2 separate regions of the Mus musculus genome follow, and region 1 is linked to region 2. A link is a contact called in public HiChIP or PLAC-seq data. All regions are on one chromosome and are shown on one strand. The core of a region is the stretch at or near the end of the contact, and the rest is flanking DNA. Distances in the headings are between cores, read along the strand shown. Region 1 has its middle 17 kb from the start of Gm32835. Region 2 overlaps Nav1 (neuron navigator 1).

Region 1 (5,108 bases), core at 787-3,286, 100 kb after region 2:
CAGCCCACTCCACATCTGCCCTCCAGATGTCTGCACTTGAGAAACACCCTCTGTCTACAAGGACCCAAGTTCTGGAACACACTTAGCAAAACACCTTGAGAGCTACCAGGTACCTTCATAAGCAAGGGGCTGCTCGATGAGTCTCAGATTTCATTGGTTATACTCAGTGCGGACCCTTTTTTTCCACATTGAACATCTTATGCCCGAGCTGTACTTACTGACTAAGACATAAGAGGCTGATAGGGGAAGCACAGCCCCTAGCTGCAGAGAACTCCCAATCTGGGCATCAAGATATGGAGATCCTGAGACAAGCCAGGGACACCGCCCTAGACCTTAAGTCAACCCACTGTTGAAGAGGCAGGGCTTTGCCTGAGGTGGGTAGGGAGGACCATCTCTTTCCCTGGGGAGCTTCCGGAGTCTAGAAATAAAGGACCCAGAAGAAAAGCCCAAAAATGAAAACAGAAGAAAGAGAAATAAGTCAGTTCGTATATAATGCCCACTCTAATGCCAGTGTCAGACACATCCAGTCTTAGCAAGCACTGGAAGGTCTCGTTCACAGTCACGGCCAGTAAGCAGCAGACCCTGGATGCAAAGTCAGATGGGACCACACCCTGCCTCTGGGTGGCCCCGTGTATGACTGCAGCAGATTCATCTCTTCCTGTGTTATCATCCTGACTAGGAACCAGCTCATCTTCCTGTTCATATCCTCTAATATTAAATATCGCTGCATCTAGGACGGCCTCCCTGACCATATTACACTGGAACCAGATGGTCTGCTAACCCTGTCTGGGTAAAGTCAGGAGGAGGCTCTCAGAAGGACTCTCGTCTTTCTGCTAGAGGAGCCCTCACGGTGCAGAGGCAAGCTGTGGTCCAGGCTTTGCAGTTCGGTGGTCTCTGGGGGAGAAGGCTCGGGATGAAAGGACTCCAGCTTGGCCCCAGACCAGACTCTAGGTAGTTGTGTAGGATTCTTGGAAAGAGCAAGTACAGAGGCACACAATTTGGAAGCCTATGGAATGCTGGATTCATTTGCCCCGCCTCCCCTGCCCCCAGCCCACTGCCTACTCTGGGGCTCCGAGGATAGGAAGCAACTTGGTCTGTCCATCACTGTTCAGAGCCCTGGGAGACCCAGCTTATGGCATAGAGCCAAAGACCCCAGTGGACCATATGAAGACCACGGTGAGTGCTTAGCAGTACCTCCACTCCCAAAGAGAGGGTCTGCAGAGAGGGAAAGAGAAAGGCAGCTACACAGCCCCAGAGATGGGTTTATAGACACAGCGGCATCCTCCTATGGCATCAGCAGCTTGAGACTTGAAGAGCTAGGTGACAGGGTCTCACTAAATCATTGCCTCTCCAGGCACGCTACGGCCAAGGGCTCTGGCAGGGAACCAGGGTCCTAGGCTTATCCCAGTTCCTCCTGTACTTCCTCCAGTTACTGCAGATGCACGAGTTCTGTTGGTCATCAGCCAAGGAAGCCCAAGGCTAAGGCAAATGGTAGTTTGGGGCGGGTTATATCCATCTACAGTGGGCAAGTTAGCAGAGCCACACAGGAGGGTTGTGCTGATAGGGGAGGGAAAGCTGGCTCTGGCTGCGGGTCCCAGTAACCGCAAGAAAAGAAGACTCCAGAGACAGCCAGACTAGACAACATTGACGGTTTGTTTTTGCCAACCAACACCATCTAAGTCTGTTTGAAATCACCCAACATACTTGATAGTCCAGGAGAATAAAGAGAAAAACTGAGGTTGTTTGTTTGTTTGTTTGTTTTTGTGGGACAGGGGTAGTTCTATAGATAGAGCCTATGCCAAGAATCAAAGTCTTAAACACCATTGAGGGTAACAGACCCAGCTCTGCTCTCTAGGCCGTTAAAGTCCTCTGCTCGCCTAGTTTTCCCATACAGTGCAGGGCTGCCCCACCCGAGGCTCTCACCCACCCCCGTCTTTCATCTAGTGTAGAGTTGAGTGGGTAAGCCTCGCTGCTTTTCCCAGCCCAAATGACGCAGGGGCCAGCTGGCTGCTGCAGAGGAGGGCGTGGGAATCCTGTGGGTTGTGCTGGGCAACTGCGCCCTCTAGTGGTAGCCACAGAACGATGCACAGACACGCAGACAAAGGGTGAACCAGATTTCCTATCTCCTTTTGCACCATCTCTTCCCAAGGCCTCTATGATACAGTCGGCGCCAGATGACTTAGGCCCTGCTCAAAAGGAAGTGGAAGAACAGCTTGTGGTCCTTGACAACTTCTAAACCAAACCCTTGGAGGAGAGAGGAGGCCAGTGCTTCTGCACTCTGGCCACACCTTCTGTGAAAGCCTTCATCCGGCTACAGCATACTCTCATGTCTCTCAAAACTCTTTCAGCCTCTCCTGTCTGAGATGCTACCCCTGCCAGAGGAAAATCCTAAGCCTCCATCCCATGCAGAGACTTGAAAGCCACAGTGTGGGCTTCTCAGGGGACAGGGATCTGCTTCTGGTCACCCCAAAGGGGAACTTCAAGCATTCCCTAAGGAAGCACTCATTCACTGAGAACCCATCTTATGCCACAACATCTGCAGCCACAGTCTCTCAGCAGGCCCAAAGGGAACCAGAGTCAAACCCCAGTTTACAGAGTGGAGGGTCGGGTCTCAGAAGGTCAAGTGTCTTGTCCGTGAGCGACTATTTGTCAATAATCTCTGGTTTCTGCAAGCCAGGTGCTAAGCTAAGTGTGTTATTACACAGACTCTGTTATACAGATGTCCCCATAAGCTAGGCTGTCCGGTGAGCTAGGTTAGAGTTAGCTCCCTGTTACAGATGAAGGTTCAGAGACAGGAACAGGCACATGGCACATGGTATATTCTAAGTCACAAACAAAGTCAGACACAAAAACACACACCTAGGAAGTATCAGAAGCATAGAAACACAATTCTATTTCCCCCTTACTCTGATACTGGCTTTATGTTGTTATTATTATATTTTATTTTTATGTATGTGTATGCATATGATATATGAGTGTAAGCCCTGTGCATGGCCAGAAGAGGGCGCTGGATCCCCTAGAGCTGGAGTTACAGGCAGTTGTGAGCCACCTAAGGTGGGTGCTGGGAGGCAAACAAGAACTTTGGGAGGAGTAGCAGGAACTCCTAACCATTGAGCCATCCATCCAGACCTCTTTACTGGTGCTGTTTGCTTTGTTTTTCATCTGCTTTTTTTTGGAACCCTAGGTTGCCTCCTTTCTGCCCCTTTGAATGCCTCACATAAGGCTCCATTGCCACCACAGCACAGCACAAAGACGGTATCTCAGGAGCCACACGGCATAGCACAGAGACAGCATTTTGGATACCATATATAGCACAGCACAACACAGCGACCACATCTCAGGTGCCACACAGCACAGCACAGAGACAGCATCTCTTCTTCAGCTTCCGAGGCATCCTCTGTCTTTTTACAAGAGCCATAGAAATGACCTTGGTGTCCCCTTCCTTCTTCCCTTCATCTTTTAATTCCTGCCGAAGCAAAGTCATGCCTGCCTTTTTTCTCAACATGATTACAGTAAAGGGACTGGATTGCAGCCAGCGGTTTCCTGGGCAATGGCCTGTTCTTCCCAGTGTAAGGGGTGTGAGCAAGTGGGCCACGGTGAACTCATGTAGAAACTGGGACGATGAAGAGATATCTGCTGGCAAGTCACCGCCAGCAGAGGACGGTGCTCGGGGAGAAGATGCAGTCAGTGTGGGCTCCCCATGGAGGGCAGACAACCTAAAAGCAAGCCTTAACCATCTCCCAGGGTTGCCTCTGTGTTTGGGCACATGGACACTAGGACGGGGACTATAGGATATGTTCAGGGGCTATGCTAAGGGACGCTGGATGAGCACACATGCCAAGCTTTTGTTTTTCTTCCTGAACCACTGTGCACTATTTTATAAAACAGGAAACTGGGCTGAAATTTGCCCAGGCTCCTCAGAGGCCCTGGGATCCTGACTGGATTCTAATCACAAACCACCCTGGTTGGAAGGATGGGGGGTGGAAATATTGCATTTCAACATCACTGTTGGTGCCGTGGGAATGCAGAGGAATCTGAACTTGATACCAGGACTTTCTAGGGCTTTCTTACAGAAACAGCAACCCATCTGTGTGTCGGCCACTAAGGGGGCCTGCGGTCTGGCAGCATCACAGAGGGCTGGAGAGCCAGGAGTAGGAGCTGAGAGTCACTGGGTGACTCTGATGCCCTCTGCACTAGAAAGGAGCCCACAGCCCTGAGCTCTCATGGTGATAATTGCCACCACAGAGCTGTCCACCAGGCCTCTGGCTCTTCCGAGAAGATAGATGCTTTTCCGGGGCTTCTTGATGCTTGGCCTGGCCTTGGAGTGTGGTCACCCCATTCCCATGTTGTCTACACAGGCAATGGAGGGTGTCCTCTCCTCTAGCTAGGCAGGGGCAAAGGCCCCTGAGGTCCATCAGGGGTCTCTGGAGGGATAAGGACTGCTCTGTAGACCCAGTTACAGTTCGGGGTGGGCACCTGAGAGCCAGGAGAAAGGAGAGCGGGTAGATACTGCTCAGCCGCTCCACCTTCTCATCCCCACACCTCCCTCCCCACTTGGAAGCCTCCAGCCTCGTTCCCTGGGCTTGACTGAATTCCTAAGAGGCCAGGAGGAGCCATCTTTATCTCCCAGGATCTTTCCTGCCTCTCCTGCTGTTGCCTTTTCCCATCTCCCAGGACCCTGAGTTGCCTCTGCTGTGCTTAACACCCGTGATCATTGGCTTTTTCCCAACCATTCTTACAAAAAGCACCTCACCTTGCTCTCTATGAACATCTACCTCATCGCAAAATGAGAAATATTCAGTGAGCAGACGAACGGACCCAGCATTAACAAATCTCTCTTGGCCCTGACCTCCTAAGTCTCCAGCCTCAAGTTTTCACACGGGTCTCTTTCCATTCTCAGGAGGTCCTTGAACGGCAGGCCCCAGGCAGGGTCACATGCCAACACCAGAAGCTGGCATCAAACCCTAGCATACACCTGCTGAACCGGCCTCATTGCATCTCTCATCCAGCACCCGGAACTCAGCTGGGTCCGCCCCCGCTTGGCTTTTCTTTTTCCTGGCCTCTCTTCCGGAAACACGTTTTTCCTTCCTTTAGACCTCGGTGCTTCC
Region 2 (5,093 bases), core at 297-2,796:
GCCCCCCCGCCCCCCCCCCATCACCTTTTTGGTGAGGGAGAAACTGAGGCCTAGGATAGTATAGAATACATTCTAATTATGAATGACAACTGCTGGACCAGGCCACACCACAGGGACAAAAAAAAAAAAAAAATGTTTCTTTCTTGTGAGATTCCTCTCCTGCCTTTTCACTTCAGAAAATGGCCCAGTGGTTCCACCGAGCAATGGCCCATTCCACAGACTGTTCCAGCACCATCCTACTGTAGGCAGTGCTGCGGGGAGGAAGGCAAGAGGTGGGATTTAGCATGCACTCTCTCCTGCCTCTGTGAAATCCAAACACCATTCGCCTCCTTTGGTGTTTTCTGTGAGGCCACATTGAAGAGCAGGCTCCTCTGTCGAGCAGCTCTTCTGAGCATGCCCAGTGCCTGTATGGCTCGCCCAGTGCTCATGACAAAGGGACCTTCAAGTCAGGCCCTGTCAGAAAAGAGACTGACTGTGAGAGACGGCTGGGCCTGGAGTCTCTGGCAGGAGCCAGGCATATGAATTTTGCAGATTTCATGGTGGTGCCGAGGAGCGGATCTGGCACTGAAAGATACGGCTGGGCAAAACACTCACCAGGGAAATGGGAGACATGTTTTGCATTGGACGACCTCTGGGAGTGTTCCTGGGAGTATCAGTGTCATTTCTCAGAAGTGCTGGGCTGGGCTCTCCCACCATTCCCGGGGAGGAACTTGAGGAGCCATGGAACAGAACCCTGGGAAGTGTGCACTGCTGCAAATGGTCCCCACTGCCCTTCTTAGCTGCAACCCATCCCCAAAAATAATTTTTGATTTTATACATGTTCCCATGGCAACCTGAGTCCCCATCAGCCAGAGGGTTACCATGGTGACTTCTTGGCTCTGTCCACAGCTGAGGCAGGCTCTGTTCCTTAGCTGGCAAGCTGGGCTCACAGGGAGTCAGGTGAGGAGAAGACTGGAGCTGGGGCTGGCCAAGGGCACTCAGGGGGTCTGTTAACAGCTGCCTGGGCCAAGCAGAGATGTCTCAGAGCAGGAATTGGCCTGGTTTCCAACCAGCCTGAGAAACACTGCTGCAAGCTATCCCAGGTCCTCAGTCCTCCCTTCCAGCCACTAACCCAGGTCCTCAGTCCTCCCTCCCAGCCACTGACCCATGTCTCCAGTCCTCCCTCTCAGCCACTGACCCAGGTCCTCAGTCCTCCCTCCCAGCCACTGACCCATGTCTCCAGTCCTCCCTCCCAACCATTGACCCAGGTCCTCAGTCCTCCCTCCTAGGCACTCACCACACTCTACCCCCAGATGGCACACCTCTGCAGCTGCTTCTTTCAGCTGATGCTTTCCTTGTTCTGGGATTCTCTTAAGAATCCATCTCTAATTCTGTCTGTCCTCCTCAGGTCCAGTCCTCAGCATCCCCCTGGCATTTCTAGTCTCAGTTAATCAGGTCCAGACAGATCTTGGGCAATATTCCATGTCTACGCTCTGAGTAGGGTTGGCATTCAACTGCTGTGTCCCTTCCTATGTGCCACAGCTGTACCCACCACCCTGTGCCTGGCCCGTTTCCTGCCAGAGCCCGGAGCTCCTGGCCGTTGGTGTCCTCTCTTCCCTGCCAGCTGAGGGGCTCTCCATGGGGAGGGTCTGTTGCTTTGCTTTGAATTTCTGTATTGAGGTTGGCCAAGGATGCAGAGCACGAGGGAGCTAAGAGAGTGAACATGCTGGGGGTGGCTGAGAGCAATGGGCTTAACACTTCCAGCCGTGAAAGAGAGGAGAGAAGGATGTGACCGAGTCTCACTTTAGGAGAGGCTAAGAATAATTAAGAACTCAACTTCAAGGGCTGGAGAGATGGCTCAGCAGTTTAGAGCACTTGTTGCTCTTGCAGAGGATCCACGTTTGATTCCCAACATCCGCATGATGGCTCGAAGCCATACCTAAGTTCAGTTTCAGGGGGTCCAATTTCCTTTTCTGGCCTCCTTGGACACATGGTACCACAAACACACAGGCAGGCAAAATACTCATAACTATACAAAGAAATAAATCTTTTTTAAAGAAAGGAAAAAAAAAAAAGAGAATCCTGCTTCAGCTGTTTCATGGTCACCCAGTCGTCCCTGTGCCTGCCTGCCTGCCTGCCTGCCTGCCTGCCTTCCTTCCTTCCTTCCTTCCTTCTTTCCTTCCTTCCTTCCTTCCTTCCTTCCTTCCTTCCTTCCTTCCTTCCTTCCTTCCTTCCTTCCTTCCTTCCTTCCTTCCTTCTCTGCATCCATCTGATCATCTCCAGCTACTATGCCAAGAGAAGGAACAGGCATGGAATCTGGGAAGTGTGTGCCTCCCACGACGATCCCTTACAAATGCACGCTTGCTCTACTCTTGCACGCCATGGCCCATCTGTGAGTCTTGCCTGCCCACGTGCAGGAATCCTTGTCTTCGTCTTAAGAGCAACCTATAAAATATGGGGACACACTCTGGAAAAAAAAAGTGGTTTGTTTTTTTTTAAACTTTTACTGCATTCTCACAGAGCCTAAAACAATGCATTCATTAAAAAACAGTGAGAGTGGATGATTAAGCTCACTCGGGTTTTGTTTTTTTTTAAAGCCTGTGAAAAGTGTTATTTTTAAAATTAACAACAGTACTTTTTAAAAAGCCAAGGACCGGGCTTGTTCTTGACTCTAATGCCCACTGGGCAGTGGGTAGAAGAGTTTGGAACCTCAGCGTTAGTCCATCAGGCTCTGGAATTGATAGAGCAAAGGCACCCAGGCATCTCATGGGGCTAGGAGCTCACATAGCACACCTACTTTGAGTGAGCATAAAAACCAGGCTGGCTTTCCAGGGCAACAGAATCCAGCTCTGACTATAGACACACAGGCTTTTTTTTTTGGATAGGGTTTCTCTGTGTAGCTCTGGCTATCCTGAAACTCACTCTGTAGAACAGGGTGGTCTCAAATTCACAAAGATTTTGTCTGCCTCTGTTTCCCAAGAGCTGAGCTGCTTTCTTAAAGTGCCATGGCTATCCCACGTTGTCTCTGTGGCCTCTTGGCAGCCAGGAGCCTTAAGTGTTTAACATTGCAGGTGTCTGGGGTTCTAACACTCATGGAGCAGGTTCAGACGAATGACCTAAACCCCATGTGACCTCACTTCCTGGCTGTTCAATGGTTGAGTTTACTGTGCAGACAGTAAACCCTACTCTGCAGTGCTGTGGGGATTCATGGTTCTACTCTGTAAAGTTCCTCAGACAGTGCCTGGCACAGAGAGAATGTTCTAGTATCCAACGTCTTGGTGAACTGGCCTCCCAGACAGGTCCCAGGGATCTCTGTGCTCAGAGAGAAGGTCCTTTAAAACCAGGGCTTTTCAAAGCTCAGGCAGTAGTAACTCATTTGTAGATATGGTAATCAACACAGCGGACTGCAACCAGCTCAAGGAAAAAACCAAACATTCAGTAAAACAAACCAAGTACATTCTACATAACAGATTCAGAAATTTACAGATTCAATATGTACATGCTGGGGTTGGTGGAAAGTATAATACTGATGGGGGGGGCTTAAGGTTGAAAACAAAAACCAAAACAATAACAAGAAGGCACACTGACTGCCTAGGCTGCTGTTAGATAGTAGTGTCAGTGAGAATGAGCTCTTGTGTCCTAAGGAAAGGAGGGGCTGAAAAGGAGAGGAGCCATGGCTCAGGGTAGGGGTAAGAAAGGAGGTGGAGGTCTGGATGGCAAAGCTGGTCTTACATCACCCACCTCTCCGTCCTAAACTGGGCCTAAGCCTTCTGCGGATTGGAGAGGCTTCCAACAGTCCCACCTCAAGCCTGACATGACAGCTGGTAGACTCTTCGAGGAATGCACAGTGCCTGCAGAGGTCCCCCTCCCTCCCCCAATGCCCATACATCTGTGTCTGCTGGTGATGACAAATGCCCTCACGCCCGCAGCAGCTAGGAAGGGTAGAGCAAATATCCTCTCCTTGCAAGAGATGCATCAACTGAGGACCCGGGAGGTAAAATGAGTTGTTCAGGGTCACAGAGAAATGCGAGGCCAAGCACACAGTCCTCACTATTGGCAAAGCGCCATCTACTTGTCTTACCTGTCATGGCAGCAGAGGCGGGGTGGGAGGCAGGTATAGGGGTTGTCAGGTATGTAAAGGGGTGCTTTAACACATGGGGTCTCTCAAGAAAAACTGTGGGAGTGGTCTAAATGTCGGCATAGCAACTCGGAACACCAACACTTAACATGAGTCATGTGGCGGGCAACAGTGTGCCGTCAGACAGTGTGTGCATTGGCGACCATTACAAATGCCAGGCTGGGTGGCCCACCAGCTTCCAGGGGTTTTCCTCTCTCTACCTCAAATCCTCACGGGGGCCTTGAGCTCATACTCACCTGCATTACTGTGCGGGGCTTGTCCATAGGTTCTGCAGGGGTTTGCTCAGCAAGCACTTTACCCACTGACCCACCTCTCCAGCCCCTCAGGGACCAATTCTACACTTCTTCTGTGACCTCTATTGTAGTCAAACTTGATGCCTAAGTAAGTGATTTAAGGCACTTAGGGCGGGTGTGTGTGTGTTGCCTCTAACTCTTTTATTTGGGCACACATAGGGTGGCCATGACACACATCACAACAGTTAGCTCCAAGAACATCACATTAGTGTTCCCTGAAACTGCAGATAGCATGACTGTCCTCACCACCACCAAATGCCATTGCAATCACTGTCACCCTCTTACCTTCCCTGTATCCCTGATTACTTTTCTACTATCATCACTGGTCCCCACAGCACCAAAAACCTCAACATCACCACCACCACCACCACCACCACCACCACCACCACCACCACCACCACCTCTACTGCCATCACCATCTCTGCCATACTCACTGCCTCTGCCACTACCCTGGTCTCCCCCACACCTTCCCACTGAGGACAGTGTGACTGCCCCTCCCTCTTCCCTGAGTTCATTTTGTACGAATCCTGTGGGCCCTAAGTTCAGTTAAAATTAGCTGGCTTTTTGACAGGTGGCATTACTAGAAAAAAAATTAGAATTTTTATAGCTTTTAGTCAAACGTGCACGCTTTACACGTAAGAAACTTTTATGTGCAGGCAAAATAAAGTTTTGTCGGTTTAACT

What was found. HiChIP or PLAC-seq counts read pairs in DNA pulled down with a chosen protein or histone mark.
Region 1: an H3K27ac HiChIP or PLAC-seq map of stem cell-derived neural progenitor cells shows a contact between it and region 2. The contact joins two enhancer-like sites. A contact is called at or near these places in 8 of 39 promoter capture datasets (the 3T3-L1 cell line, 3T3-L1-derived adipocytes, the HPC-7 cell line and 5 more), 1 of 15 datasets of contacts at CTCF or cohesin (embryonic stem cells), 46 of 484 Hi-C or Micro-C datasets (the 63-12 cell line, the BV-2 cell line, the CH12 cell line and 27 more), 28 of 115 datasets of contacts at active chromatin or transcription factors (the HPC-7 cell line, the NIH/3T3 cell line, bone marrow-derived macrophages and 18 more) and 2 of 9 other capture datasets (adipose tissue and liver).

Annotation. Positions count from the first base shown.
Region 1 is chr1:135,668,560-135,673,667 of GRCm38.p6, forward strand. It overlaps a transcript of Nav1 not described here. Among named protein-coding and RNA genes, the nearest start is that of Gm32835, 17 kb to the right of the region's middle. Within about 2 kb of position 2,037, at least 151 of the 459 cell types and tissues checked have an H3K27ac peak or open chromatin away from gene starts, as enhancers often do. A contact at or near this core is called in cerebral cortex, cortical neurons, forebrain and 7 more, where this site is marked.
Region 2 is chr1:135,564,440-135,569,532 of GRCm38.p6, forward strand. The region is part of intron 1 of Nav1 (neuron navigator 1); the gene reads right to left. Among named protein-coding and RNA genes, the nearest start is that of Nav1, 18 kb to the right of the region's middle. Within about 2 kb of position 1,547, at least 85 of the 459 cell types and tissues checked have an H3K27ac peak or open chromatin away from gene starts, as enhancers often do. A contact at or near this core is called in cerebral cortex, cortical neurons, forebrain and 7 more, where this site is marked.